Regions from separate parts of the Mus musculus genome. Here region 2 is linked to region 1. A link is a contact called in public HiChIP or PLAC-seq data. All regions are on one chromosome and are shown on one strand. The core of a region is the stretch at or near the end of the contact, and the rest is flanking DNA. Distances in the headings are between cores, read along the strand shown.

Region 1 (5,839 bases), core at 536-3,035:
ATCTTGGCCTACGGCAAAAATGTGCCTGGTTCAGGTTCATAGAACCATTCCTGAGTCCTCGCCAGAGAATTTCCTCGCGGAAAAAAGACCACAATCCCTGTGGTGCGTCTTTCATTCAGCCCTTTTCCTGCATCCCACTCACCTCTGCTACCTTGACTTCTTCCAAGAGCTGGGCCCCGCCCCCGCCCCAGTATTAGCCAGTCCCTGGCTCAGGGAGCCTAGCCCTTCTCCGCATCTCCCCTACCTCTTGGCCACCCCTACTCACCAAATCAGCCAGTGGGGAGAGGTACATGCTGATGGTAAAGACGCTACAGAAGAGGCCTAGCTGCTGAAGCCGGGCCTCAAGGTCCGGCACCAGAAGCCAAAAGTAGCCATAACCCAGGAGAAGGACAGCCAGCAGGGTTGCCGTCTGCAGGAGCACACCATGCTGCAGGGGAGAGGCGTCTTACATGCATCTGTACCCAGAACACTCATCTCTCTGCTGGAATTGCCTCCTCCTGTCTTCTGCCATGCTCTAATGGGGAAATCAACTTTTATCCCGGCCTTCACGTCAGCCTCTCACCACTCAGTTATTTGAGAGAAATCTCAGCCACACAACACTGGAGATCCCCAGGGAAGGGGAGAGCCATTTTTAGATCCCTCCCCTTTTCATGTGAGCTTCACATACATGTACAATAAGAGACCAATAAATGTTAGTGTGACTGAGTGGGGAAGCAGAGCGAATGGCCATTCTTAGCCATTGGCCCTGGTCCTAACCCTAAAGGAACTATCAGACAGTATAGCCCTCTTCCCCCAGCCTGTTGGGGGAGCACAGGATATCTTGACACCACGGGGTTGGGTAAGCCACCAGCATTTCGAACAAGGGGAGGGTGGGTGGCTCTGTGTGCATTTTAAAGGGTTGACTTCATGGGCAGGAGAACCAGAAGGGCCTTCTAGGAAAGGGAATTAATGCCATCCCACTAATCTTCCAGGAAATAGAACTATATGCTCTGCCAACATGGCCAGGTGTGGGGTGGAGGTGAGTGCAAGGGAGGGCCTCTACCTTCTGAGGACTGTAGTGCAGATATGCCAGGATATAAAGAGTCTGAAGCACGGCCCCCACGCTATTGACGATGATAAGGGTCCCATCTCCCTTCAAGACTCCGTAACTCAGCCAGCTCAGGTTGCTGTGAGGGAAGGAGGATTAAGGTCCAAGGGGCTGCTGGGGTTGCAGCAGGTCTCCAGGGATCTCTTGCACCTCCCTCAGCCTTTCCCATCACAGCCAACAACACTCTCACTTGACATCCGTGGTGAGAAAAGGCAGGAACTGGATGTTGTCCACGCTCCGTGTCCTCTGCATATGCCTGAGGTCCGAGCTGGAAGGGATCCAAAGGAAATTGTTAGGAGTGGGTAAAAGATTTCTCGGTGTTTACCAATCATCCTGAACGACAAGCAGATCTCCCCCCTCAGGCCAAGAGGCAGCCTCGCCTTGGACCTCAAATCATCCAATCCTATTCCACTATTATTCTGGGTTCCAAAAGCAGCAAGATATTGCAGCCACGTCTCTTGCCCGCTTTCATTTCTTGACTTCCTGCCCCAGCCCAGTCCATCCACACTCTCACAGGCCAGTGGAGAACATGCCCAGGGTGAAGAGCACGCAGGCACTAGAAAGGAAAGAGTCTGCCACGCCGCCCGCCTCCATCCCACCGGAGCCGGTTCCCTAGCCCAGCGCGGAGTTCCAGTAGCTCAGACCCGGAGCTGCGGAAGGCGAAGCTCCGCCCTTCCCCGTGGAACCGCGCCGGAACCCGCCCTCGCCCGAACTTCACCGGAACTGGGGACCCAGCCAAACCAGCGCCGCGTGCTGGCCGGGTGGTTTGCTGTAATGTGCGGGCCTGGGTCCTGATCGTGCTGTTCAGATTGCGTTTAGTGGTTTTAGTAGTGCCCCTGCATTTGTCCCCGATCCGACCCCTCCTCACACTGCGCACCCCTTGCATCATCGAGACCACTAGCCTCAACTTCTGGGTTCTTGTATGCTTTTGTGTGCTGGACCACAAACCTCAAATTTAGTCTCACAGGTCTTCAACGCGCCCCCAATTCATATCAGAACCTTGGTTACCCAGCTTTGGGAGGGTTTTCCTGGAGGTTATTGAAACCTCTTTCCAGTCTGTCCCCCAAAAGCAGGAATTGCCATCCTCTTTCAGATGTCCTCTCTTACACGACCTGCCCTATCCAAGGACAAGCCTACCCCTGGCCCCCTGTTCCAACATACTTGCTGCTGGGAACTTTCCCTCCCAGCCTCCCAGGCGGCTCTGCTGGTGGGGCAGCGCACATGCTTCAGCTGGCATCCAGCTCCCTGACTCACCCAGACAGCATGAGTACCTGCATGGTGTGCCAAAGCCCAGCGCTCGAGGCTGGTGAAGTTGGACAGGAAGAACAAAGAGTGGGTGCGGAGAGGAATCTATAGCCCACTCTTGCAGGGAGTTGTGCAGAACCCTCAGGAGTAAACTCCTTTAGCCTGGTAAGACTGATCCTAGCCATTTATTTATTTTGTCTTTTATTTACTTTTTTTGTTTTGTTTTGGTGAGACAAAGTCTCACACTGTAGCCCAGGCTGGCATTGGAATTTTGGCAACATTGCTTCAACCTTCTGAGTGCTGGGGTCACAGGCAGGAGCCACCATGCCTGGCTACTTATGTTTTGTGCTCCTGAGGACTGAACTCAGGGCTGACACACGTTAGGTAACCCTCTACTTCTTGGGGTACATTTCCAGCCTTTTATTTTTGAGTTTGAGGCAAGGTCTGAGTTACTCATGCAGTCTCAAGTTTTTAACCTTCCCACCTCAGCCGCAAAAGGAGCTCTGCATTATACCTGCCCCCCCCCACACCCCCCCCCCATTGCTTCTGTTTAGCACAGAGCCTAACACACAATGGGGACACTGGTCACAAATCAACATGGTGGGGCAGAAAAGCATGTCCATAAAAAACCATCAATTTATTATGAATCCAAAAACACTGTATAAAAAAACCCTGCAGTCATAGAAATGAACAGATACAGCACATTTATATACAGACACTGTACATGTGGGCCCTGCCCGTTAAGCTAAACTCCACAGACTGTACACACGGGCACTGCCCTTACAGCTACACTCTAAAACCAGGCTGCTTCAGTCCTCCTGTTGGCACAGCTCCAGGGAATGTTGCCCCAGGGATGGGGAGGATGCAGTCAGGGCCGGGCTACAAACCTCTCTGGCAGCCCAGCAGGTGGAAATCTTGCAGAGATGCTGGGTCAGCCCAAGCTGCCTCTTCTGTACCTGGCTCCCCCGCAGGAAGCTGTCTCAAGCTTTTCCTTCGGTCAGTTCATCTGCACATTATGGCTTCCTTGGGGAAGGACGTCTTTACCAAGTTCAGTGTCCAACCGCATGACCTCAGGCTCTTTTTAGCCCTTCTCCCACTGAGGCCTCTTAATGGGCCAGGTCCGCACAGCTTGTTTCTTTGGCTTAAAGGCAGAAACTGCAGGTTAAGGACCTTCTCCACTTCTTTCTCCATCCCTCTGAAGTGGAGGCAGGGATGGCACAGTTGGGCTGGTTAAACTCTTTTCGGTTAAAACCCTTAATACTGAACCTTTTGAGGCTTCATGGTGGCGTCTTGTGGGTGTAGTGGGAGAGGTTCCCAGGGCTGGGGCTGCCCCTTAGTCCCATTCCAATCCATAAGCCAGGGCAAGCGTACACCCTCACTGAGATTGCAGCAGCAGCAGTGGTAGGAGCAATACTGCCCAGACCAGTGGGAAGAGGCGGGGGGCGGCACTGTAACCAATGCTGTGCAAAACCTGTACTTCCGGGTCATCTGCAAGGTGAGAAGGCAAAGACAGACATGGTAAGTGTTTGCATCGGCTTCCAGCCACACAGGATTTAGCCAGCCCGTATGTGGCTAGGGAGCCACCTTACTCCTCAGTCTCTTTAAGCAAACCCCTTCCTGTGACCCAGACCAAACTGTCTCAGGCTACTACCTACCTGCTTGGAGTCTCTTCTCCTGTGGGTTGACATGGGCCTGGGGATTATGAGCTGAAAAATAAGAATGGAAGTAGATCAGGCTTTTTGCACCAGGAGACAGAGAGGCAACTTCCATCCCCATCCCAGACCACTAGACCACGCCCAGCACAGATGGAAGGAAGTGGTCCACAGGGCCTGACACTCACTGATTTTGCCATTGACAGTCACCTTCAGCTTCAAGCACTGGGATTCCTGATGGTAGATAGGTTTGGCTGTAAAATAAATCCATAGGATGGTAAGGAAAGAGCCTTTGCTAAGATAGGAGCTCAAAATTGTCTGACTCGATGCCCTGTTTTTTGGGTTTTTGTTGTTGTTGTTGTTGTGTTTTGTTTGTTTGTTTTTCTGAGACAGGGTTTCTCTGTGTAGCCCTGGCTGTCCTGGAACTCACTCTGTAGACCAGGCTGGCCTCAGACTCAGAAATCTGCCTGCCTTTGCCTCCCAAGTGCTGGGATTAAAGGCGTGTGCCGCCACCACCACCCGGCTGCCCTGCTTAATTTTTATTTATTTATTTGAGGCAGGGTCTCTTTACAGAGCCTGCTCTGGGACAGACTATGTAGACCAAGCTGGTCTCAGACTCACAGAATTCCACATGCTTCTGCCTCCCAAGTGCTGGAATTAAAGGTGTGCACCATCACACCCCACTAAGGCTAAGTCTCTTGTCTCTGCCTTCCATCTCCCTATCAGAGTGCTGCGATTACAGATGTGCACAACAGCATCTGGCTTTTTATGTGGGCTCTGGACAAGATTTAGGTTGTCAGGATTGTGCAGTAACTGCTTTTTTAAAAAAACTTAATTAAATTTTGGGATGACAGGATCTCATAAAGCTCAAGCTGGCCTTGAACATGCTATGTACAGTTGAGGATGCTCTTGAATTCCTGATCTCCTGCCTCTACCTTCTGAGTGCTGGAATTATAGGCAAGCATCACCTCCCTCCCTCTCTCCCTCCCTCCCTCCTTCTCTGTATAAAATATTTATTCAGTGTGTGTGTGTTCCATGTTTAGAGGTCAGAGAACAATTTGGGAAAGCAAATTCTCTCCTTCAGTCACATGGGAGCTGGGGATCAAATCCAAGTTGTCAGGTTGGCAGCAAGCGCCTTTTTATTTGCTGAGCTATCTCACTGGCGCGCTCTCTCTCTCTGGTTTTTATTTATTTATTTATTTATTTATTTATTTATTTATTTATTTATTTAATATATATGAGTACACTGTTGCTGTCTTCAGACACACCAGAAGAGGGCATCAGATCCCATTACAGATGGGTGAGCCACCATTTGGTTGCTGGGAATTGAACTCAGGAATTCTGGAAGAGCAGTCAGTGCTCTTAACCGCTGAGCCATCTCTCCAGTGCCCCCCTCCCTTTTGTGACAAGGTCTCTAATATGGTAGCCCAGGTTAGCTTTAAACTAACCTTCCCAACTCTCCTTGCTTTGGCCTCCCCAGGGCTAAGGCTGTAGGTGTGTCCCACCAGACCTGTCCCTGCTCACTTCAATTCCTTTCTCCTGTCTGCATTTGATTTTAAAATTTAATCTTTAAAATGTTTTTAGGGCTGGAGAAATGGCTCAGTGGTGAAGAGCACTAACTTTCATCCAGAGGTCCTGAGTTCAATTCCCAGCAACCACATGGTGACTCACAACCATCTGTAATGGGATCTGATAGCCTCTTCTGGAGTGTCTGAAGATAGCTTTGGTGTACTTATATAAATTAAATAAATCTTTTTTTTTTTTCGAGACAGGGTTTCTCTATGTAGCCCTGGCTGTACTGGAACTCACTCTGAAGACCAGGCTGGCCTCGAACTCAGAAATCCACCTGCCTCTG
Region 2 (6,212 bases), core at 1,231-3,730, 160 kb after region 1:
GGGGTGGAGACCCCAAATTTTCTCTTGCAAGAGGAGTCAGGAGCCTCCCTAGCTCCTTAGCTTCAAACTCAGGGTTTTGTTTTGTTTTGTTTTGTTTTCAACAAATCTAACCTGCCTTACTATTCCATACAACCTTGGTTTCTTTTCTTTTTCTTCTTTTTTTTTTTAGGGGAGGGGTGGTGGTGAGGTTCAAGACGGGGTTTCTCTGTGTAGCCCTGGAACTCACTCTGTAGACCAGGCTGACCTCGAACTGAAGCGCTCCGCCTGCCCTGCTTCCCCAGCGCTGGGATTAAAGGCTGTGCCGCCACCGCTCTGCTCAGTTTCTTTTCTCTTCTCAGCATTTTTTCCACCTTGGTTTTGCATTGTGTCACTTTTGAGAGACACCAGCTTCCTTCAAGTCAGAATTTTCACTGTCAGCTTCCGTGATTTCTGGTCTCCTTCCCCTTCGCCCAGTTCACTGCCCATTCCCACCCATGTGACTGTCTTTTCTGTAAAGATGCCTGGATAATCACGGCTGCTGGCCCGCCTTCCTCAGTCTTCCTGAGCTCTTCTCTTGACCCAACCTTCTCTCCCTGCCTCCCAGGTTCGGACAAAGGATCACCGCTTTGAGAGTGTCAGTCACCTGATCAGCTACCACATGGACAATCACTTGCCCATCATCTCTGCGGGCAGCGAACTGTGCCTACAGCAACCCGTGGATCGGAAAGTGTGATCCTTCTCAGCTTCTCCAACAGGATGCTCTCCATTTCCGTCTCCCGTATTCTCTAACTTGTGGGACCTCTGTTTTGTGGGTCTGGCCTTGGGTGGGAACTGGGAGCAACGAGGACATGGGTTTAGTGCCCACTTGAGAGAGAGAAAAAGAGGGTTTCAGTAAGGAGCCTGGGGTAGCATCCTGCCTCTGGCCAAACTTCACCAAAGTATTAATGTGCAGAGTGGTCCCTTGTCTGGGCCTTGCCTGTGCCAACCTGATGCCCTTCCCCCCCAAAGGGTGGGTTCTTATAATGGAAAATGCCCTGTGATGATAGGCCCAGTGGAGCAACTGCCCTTTGGGGGAAGGGAAATAATTATACCTCTGGTTTACTCCTGGGTCTTCAGGGTACCCCAGATCCCGCATAACATATCCCACTCCCTCTGCTTCCCCTTAAACTTTGTGCCTTTGACTATCATAGGTCTGCAGATACTTAATGCAGAGTTCTCAGGCCCTTCACGTGTGGACAGGGGTTACTGCCACCTTGGCTTCTGGAGCCCTGTCCTATTCAGCACCCCTTCCTGTGTCTAGGGAGAATAGGGACAGGAGTGGCCGCTATCTGCTCTGCCTTTCGGATGTGCAGCCCTTAAGAGATTGCCCCAAGCCTGAATATGGTGGCGCACGCCTTTAATCACAGCACTCAGGAGGCAGAGACAGGAGGAATTGTGAGGCCATCCGATCTACAACAGAGTGAGTTCCAGGACAGCCAGGGCTATGGAGAGAGAACCTGTCTCCAAAAACCAAAAAGAGCGATTACCCCAGAGCCTTCTTCCTGATGGTAGCGGGGAGGGGCAGGACTGGACCCATCTTGCTCAGTGCCTCCTGACCTCAATGCCTTTCCTCCAAGGGGTCTGTATACATTTCTCAAGCCTGCTCCTCCCATGTTTGCATGTGTGTTATAGTCTACAGCCAAAGTATAGCCCTCACTGTAACCCCATCCTGCCTCCCTCCTTTGGGATAGGTGTGTGCGTCTGACTTGGGCCTCCAGGGTGTGTACAGTCAGTGTGGGTTTTGTGGAGGCAATAAGACTGAAGCAGTAGACAATCCCCAATACCATTTGCAGGTCTGGAACTGCACTCTCTTTTTTAAAAAACATGTATACATTTTAGGGCTGTAGATTTATTTTCCTGGTTTTGTTTTTCATTGCTGACTTTTGAGCACAGAATTATGATAATCAATTACATTTATACATCACCTCGATGACTTTTCCAAACTTTTATTTTTTTTTTTAAACAACTGTTGGGATTTTACTCCCTGGCCTTAACTAGGACAGGATTGTACCCCACTCCTCCCCCCCCCCTTTTTCTTTTTCGCCAAGACAACTGAGCAGAAATTTGGCTGAGCAGTGTTGTGGGACTATGATGTGATAGTTTTAGATCCTACCTTCTGCTTTCGGGCAGCTGCAGCCAGCACAGAAACCTTGCAAGCTCACTCTGTGTGTAGGCTTTCTGGACAAGGAATGGTCGCCAAATTTTTGGTTTGGATGTCTTATACCAAAGGGAAATAGTCTTCATTAAAGTTCGTATTTCTTTTACCTCGGCCTCTCAACTCCTCTGGAAAGTCTGATTGATGGGGGCTGTCTGTGGGAGGTGGTGACGGACCCCATCTGGGCTAGGTCCAGTGGGCTCCAAGCCAGCGCCAGCCCGCAGGCACCAGTTTGCAGAGATTTGGGGAGCTGCGAGGCTGTGCGGTAGGGACGTATCTGCAAGGCGACTGGCTCGCGGCGGGAAGGGGCGTGTCCGGACCGCCCCCAGGCCCACCCGCAGCTCGCACGGCCCCTGTCGAGTGGTGCGTTCCACTCTGCTACCGGGCTAGCTGGGCGGCGACAGGCGCACTTCGGAGGAGTGGCGTGGCGAGGCCCAGCCTTCCTGGGTGCGGCGTCTGGGCCCTTCCCTGCTTTCCCTCCCCACCGCGTTCCGTGGTGGTGACCCATTGGAGTTCCGGTTCCGGTTGCTGTGGCTGCGGGCGGGCGGTGAGTCTGGAGCAGGCGCGCAGTTGGTGCAACGGCTCTGTGCTTTCCCCCTCGGCGTGGCTAGGGCTTGCTGCTGCTCGGGGGGGCTGCGCTGCCCCTGACTCCCCTCCGGGCGATGGTGCGGCCCGAGGACGCCTCCATCCCCCGCCGACGCTGACTCGGGTCCCCAATCCATGGCCGCCTCGGCGCCGCCCCCACCGGACAAGCTGGAGGGAGGCAGCGGCCCCGCACCGCCCCCCGCGCCGCCCAGCACCGGGAGGAAGCAGGGCAAGGCCGGTGAGAGCGCAGAGAAGGGCAGGGGCTGTTGAGGCCCGGGACCCTGGAACCTCGGATGGAACGGTTGGGGGATGGGGGAGGTTGCCTAGGAGCCTGGAGGTAGCCTCAGGTGAGAAGGGTCAGTGGTTGGAGACAGGTGTCACAGAACACTTCAGGTTTTGGATGACACTGAATTGAGACAAACCTGGTAGTTTCAAGAGATTGGGTTATCTTTGATTTGCAGGAAGACGTAGCTGAGAGTATAGTCATACTAGCCATTTTTCATATCTCACCCCTGTTTCTTAAATAAGTAAGCAAGTGTACGTGGAAGTTAGAGTCTGGAGAGTGGCTGGGAGGAAAGAGACTTGTAGAAACCTCGGGAAAACTTGCCTCCGTCTGCCCATTGCTGCTCTTCTAGGTCTGCAAATGAAGAGCCCTGAAAAGAAGCGAAGAAAGTCCAATACTCAGGTAAATGGGGGTCTGTGGTGGGAGTATCGTAGAAGCCCCCCCTGCTTTGTCTAGCTGTGTACCTGGCTGCCCTCTTGTGCTTTCCACCAGGTGCAGGGTCAAGAAAAAAACAGAAATACTCTTCCTTCTTTTTCCTTTCGGATCCTAGTTCTGTCTTGATGACAGCGTTTAGCCCAGCTCCTTTCCCTTCCTTTTTGAGACAAGGTCTCTTGTGTCCCAGACTGGCTTCATATTTGCCGTGTAGCTAAGGATGGCTTTGGATCTTTATGATATTCCTGCTTTGGCTTACCAAAGTGATGGGATTCCAGATGTGCACCGCCATACTGGTTTCTGTAGTGCTGGGGACCCTCTGGACAAGTGCGGGGTCCCTTTCCCAGAACTCTGGAGGAGAGGCATCTGTGAGCTACCACGTGGGTGCTGGGAACAGAACCCAGGGCTTCTGCAAGAGCTGCAAGTGCCCCTAAACCCGTGAGCCATTTCTCCAGCCTGGATTCTTGTTGCTGGTATGACTGGCATGTATCACCAGGCTCAGCTTACTGAATCTTTTCTAAGTGTCATAATGCTACAGTGCTTTAACCGTTTATATTATAAAAATTGAGGAAAATACTAGTTTTATAAAATTAAATACTTCCTGGGCCAGGCCAGCCAGGGTGGCCACACAGAGAAACTCTAAACAAACAAACAAACAAACAAACAAACAAATATTCTGAGTGCCAGCCTACCTATTGTGCACAAAACCATGAGTTCAAACTCCAGGACCTTATAAACCAGATATATACATCCCAGAAACAGAGGTAGGGGGATGAGGACAGTGAGAAGTTCAAGGTCAGCCTGGGTTATAAAAGATACTGTCTCAAAATTTAAAAAATTTAAAAAGTAATTACTTTGAGGTCAGACCTGGGTTTTGTATTTTTTGTGATTTTTGATATTTATTATTATTGTTGTTGTTGTTGTTGTTGTTGTTGCATTTAGCTATATGATGTGTGAGAGGCCAGAGATGTGATCCCTCCAACATGGGTACTAGGAATCACTCTGGTGCTTAACCACTGAGCTATCCCTCCAACCCTATCTGCCTTGTTGGAGTTTTGGTTTTTTAAACAATGCGGTTGCACCGTGGGGTTGTTGCACCATGGGCTTTGCCTTGCACCCTCTAGCGTGTCTAAGGTCAGCCAGAGGTTTGGATCTGAGCTGCGTCAGCCTCCAAAGAGTGTGTTGTGTCTGCGGTGCTCTCCTTGTTGGCCTCTGTCTCCCATCTTCTTCCTGTTTTCACCAGGGTCCTGCATATTCACATCTGACGGAGTTCGCCCCACCCCCGACCCCCATGGTGGATCATCTGGTCGCTTCTAACCCTTTTGAGGATGATTTCGGAGCCCCTAAAGTGGGGGGCGCAGGCCCTCCGTTCCTCGGCAGTCCGGTGCCCTTTGGAGGCTTTCGTGTACAGGGGGGCATGGCAGGCCAGGTACCCCCAGGCTACGGCACTGGAGGAGGAGGGGGTCCCCAGCCACTTCGTCGGCAGCCCCCTCCTTTTCCCCCCAACCCTATGGGTCCAGCTTTTAATATGCCCCCTCAGGGCCCTGGCTACCCGCCCCCTGGCAACATGAACTTTCCCAGTCAACCCTTCAACCAGTCTCTGGGCCAAAACTTTAGCCCACCTGGTGGGCAGGTGATGCCAGGCCCAGTAGGCGGATTTGGTCCCATGATCTCACCGACCATGGGACAGCCTCCTAGAGGGGAGCTGGGTCCTCCTCCTCTCCCCCAACGCTTTACCCAACCAGGAGCACCTTTTGGTCCTTCTCTTCAGAGACCTGGTCAGGGACTCCCCAGCCTGCCCCCCAACACAAGTCCCTTCCCTGGTCCAGACCCTGGTTTTCCTGGCCCTGGCGGTGAGGATGGTGGGAAGCCCTTGAACCCACCGGCTCCCACCGCCTTTCCCCAGGAGCCCCATTCGGGCTCCCCCGCTGCTGCTGTCAATGGGAATCAGCCCAGTTTCCCCCCTAGCAGCAGTGGTCGAGGTGGGGGCACTCCAGATGCCAACAGTCTGGCACCCCCCGGCAAGGCAGGGGGAGGCTCAGGGCCCCAGCCTCCCCCAGGCCTGGTGTACCCCTGCGGTGCCTGCCGTAGTGAGGTAAATGATGACCAGGATGCCATTCTGTGTGAGGCCTCCTGCCAGAAGTGGTTTCACCGCGAGTGCACCGGCATGACCGAGAGTGCCTACGGCCTGCTGACCACCGAGGCCTCTGCCGTCTGGGCCTGTGATCTTTGCCTCAAGACCAAGGAGATCCAGTCTGTCTACATCCGAGAGGGCATGGGCCAGTTGGTGGCTGCTAACGATGGGTGACTCTAGTACCATGGCCTGGGAAAGTGCACCTTTTCCACCGTGCTCCTGCAGAGTGGCTCTCTTTCTTTCCTTGTCTTCCACCACTGGCATCCCATCTCCATGGAGCAGAAACATGTTTCCTGGAAGCAGAAAAGGAACTGAGGCGGACAGGCAGAAAAGCCTGGGTTGCTTGTCTTCTGTTGTTGTTGGTTTTGTTTTTGTTTTTTTCTGGGAACTTGTGCACTGAGTACCTTCAGAGATCCAGGAAGCTAAAGCCTGGTTGAGCAGAGCCATTCCTAGAGTCTAACCAGAGGCTGCAAGAGAAAATGGGCTGGAGGAAGTTTTAGAGAGCAAGGATGTCCTGTGCGCAGATGACCCCAACACCCGTGCCTACAATACCTGTATAGCCCCATGGCTGCTGCTGTAGCTCTTGGAGTCGAATGTTCAAGGTT

Evidence for each region. HiChIP or PLAC-seq counts read pairs in DNA pulled down with a chosen protein or histone mark.
Region 2: a contact with region 1 is called in an H3K27ac HiChIP or PLAC-seq map of embryonic stem cells, with 7 read pairs. The contact joins the promoter of Pygo2 here to the promoter of Slc50a1 in region 1. A contact is called at or near these places in 3 of 39 promoter capture datasets (erythroid cells, liver and pre-B cells), 1 of 484 Hi-C or Micro-C datasets (embryonic stem cells), 7 of 115 datasets of contacts at active chromatin or transcription factors (bone marrow-derived macrophages, effector CD8 T cells, embryonic stem cells and 1 more) and 4 of 9 other capture datasets (adipose tissue, liver, macrophages and 1 more).

Annotation. Positions count from the first base shown.
Region 1 is chr3:89,268,785-89,274,623 of GRCm38.p6, forward strand. It overlaps Slc50a1 (solute carrier family 50 (sugar transporter), member 1), which reads right to left and starts at 1,786. Exons shown (of 6, transcript NM_009057.3): 1 at 1,602-1,786; 2 at 1,278-1,355; 3 at 1,043-1,166; 4 at 266-427; 5 at 1-8. The coding sequence starts at 1,681. Efna1 (ephrin A1) reads right to left here. Exons shown (of 5, transcript NM_010107.4): 3 at 4,173-4,238; 4 at 3,988-4,038; 5 at 2,946-3,820. The coding sequence ends at 3,708.
Region 2 is chr3:89,427,734-89,433,945 of GRCm38.p6, forward strand. It overlaps Pygo2 (pygopus 2), which reads left to right and starts at 2,481. Exons shown (of 3, transcript NM_001293768.1): 1 at 2,481-2,996; 2 at 3,394-3,443; 3 at 4,717-6,212. The coding sequence starts at 2,894. The coding sequence ends at 5,781. It overlaps Shc1 (src homology 2 domain-containing transforming protein C1), which reads left to right. Exons shown (of 12, transcript NM_001113331.2): 12 at 584-2,296. The coding sequence ends at 712.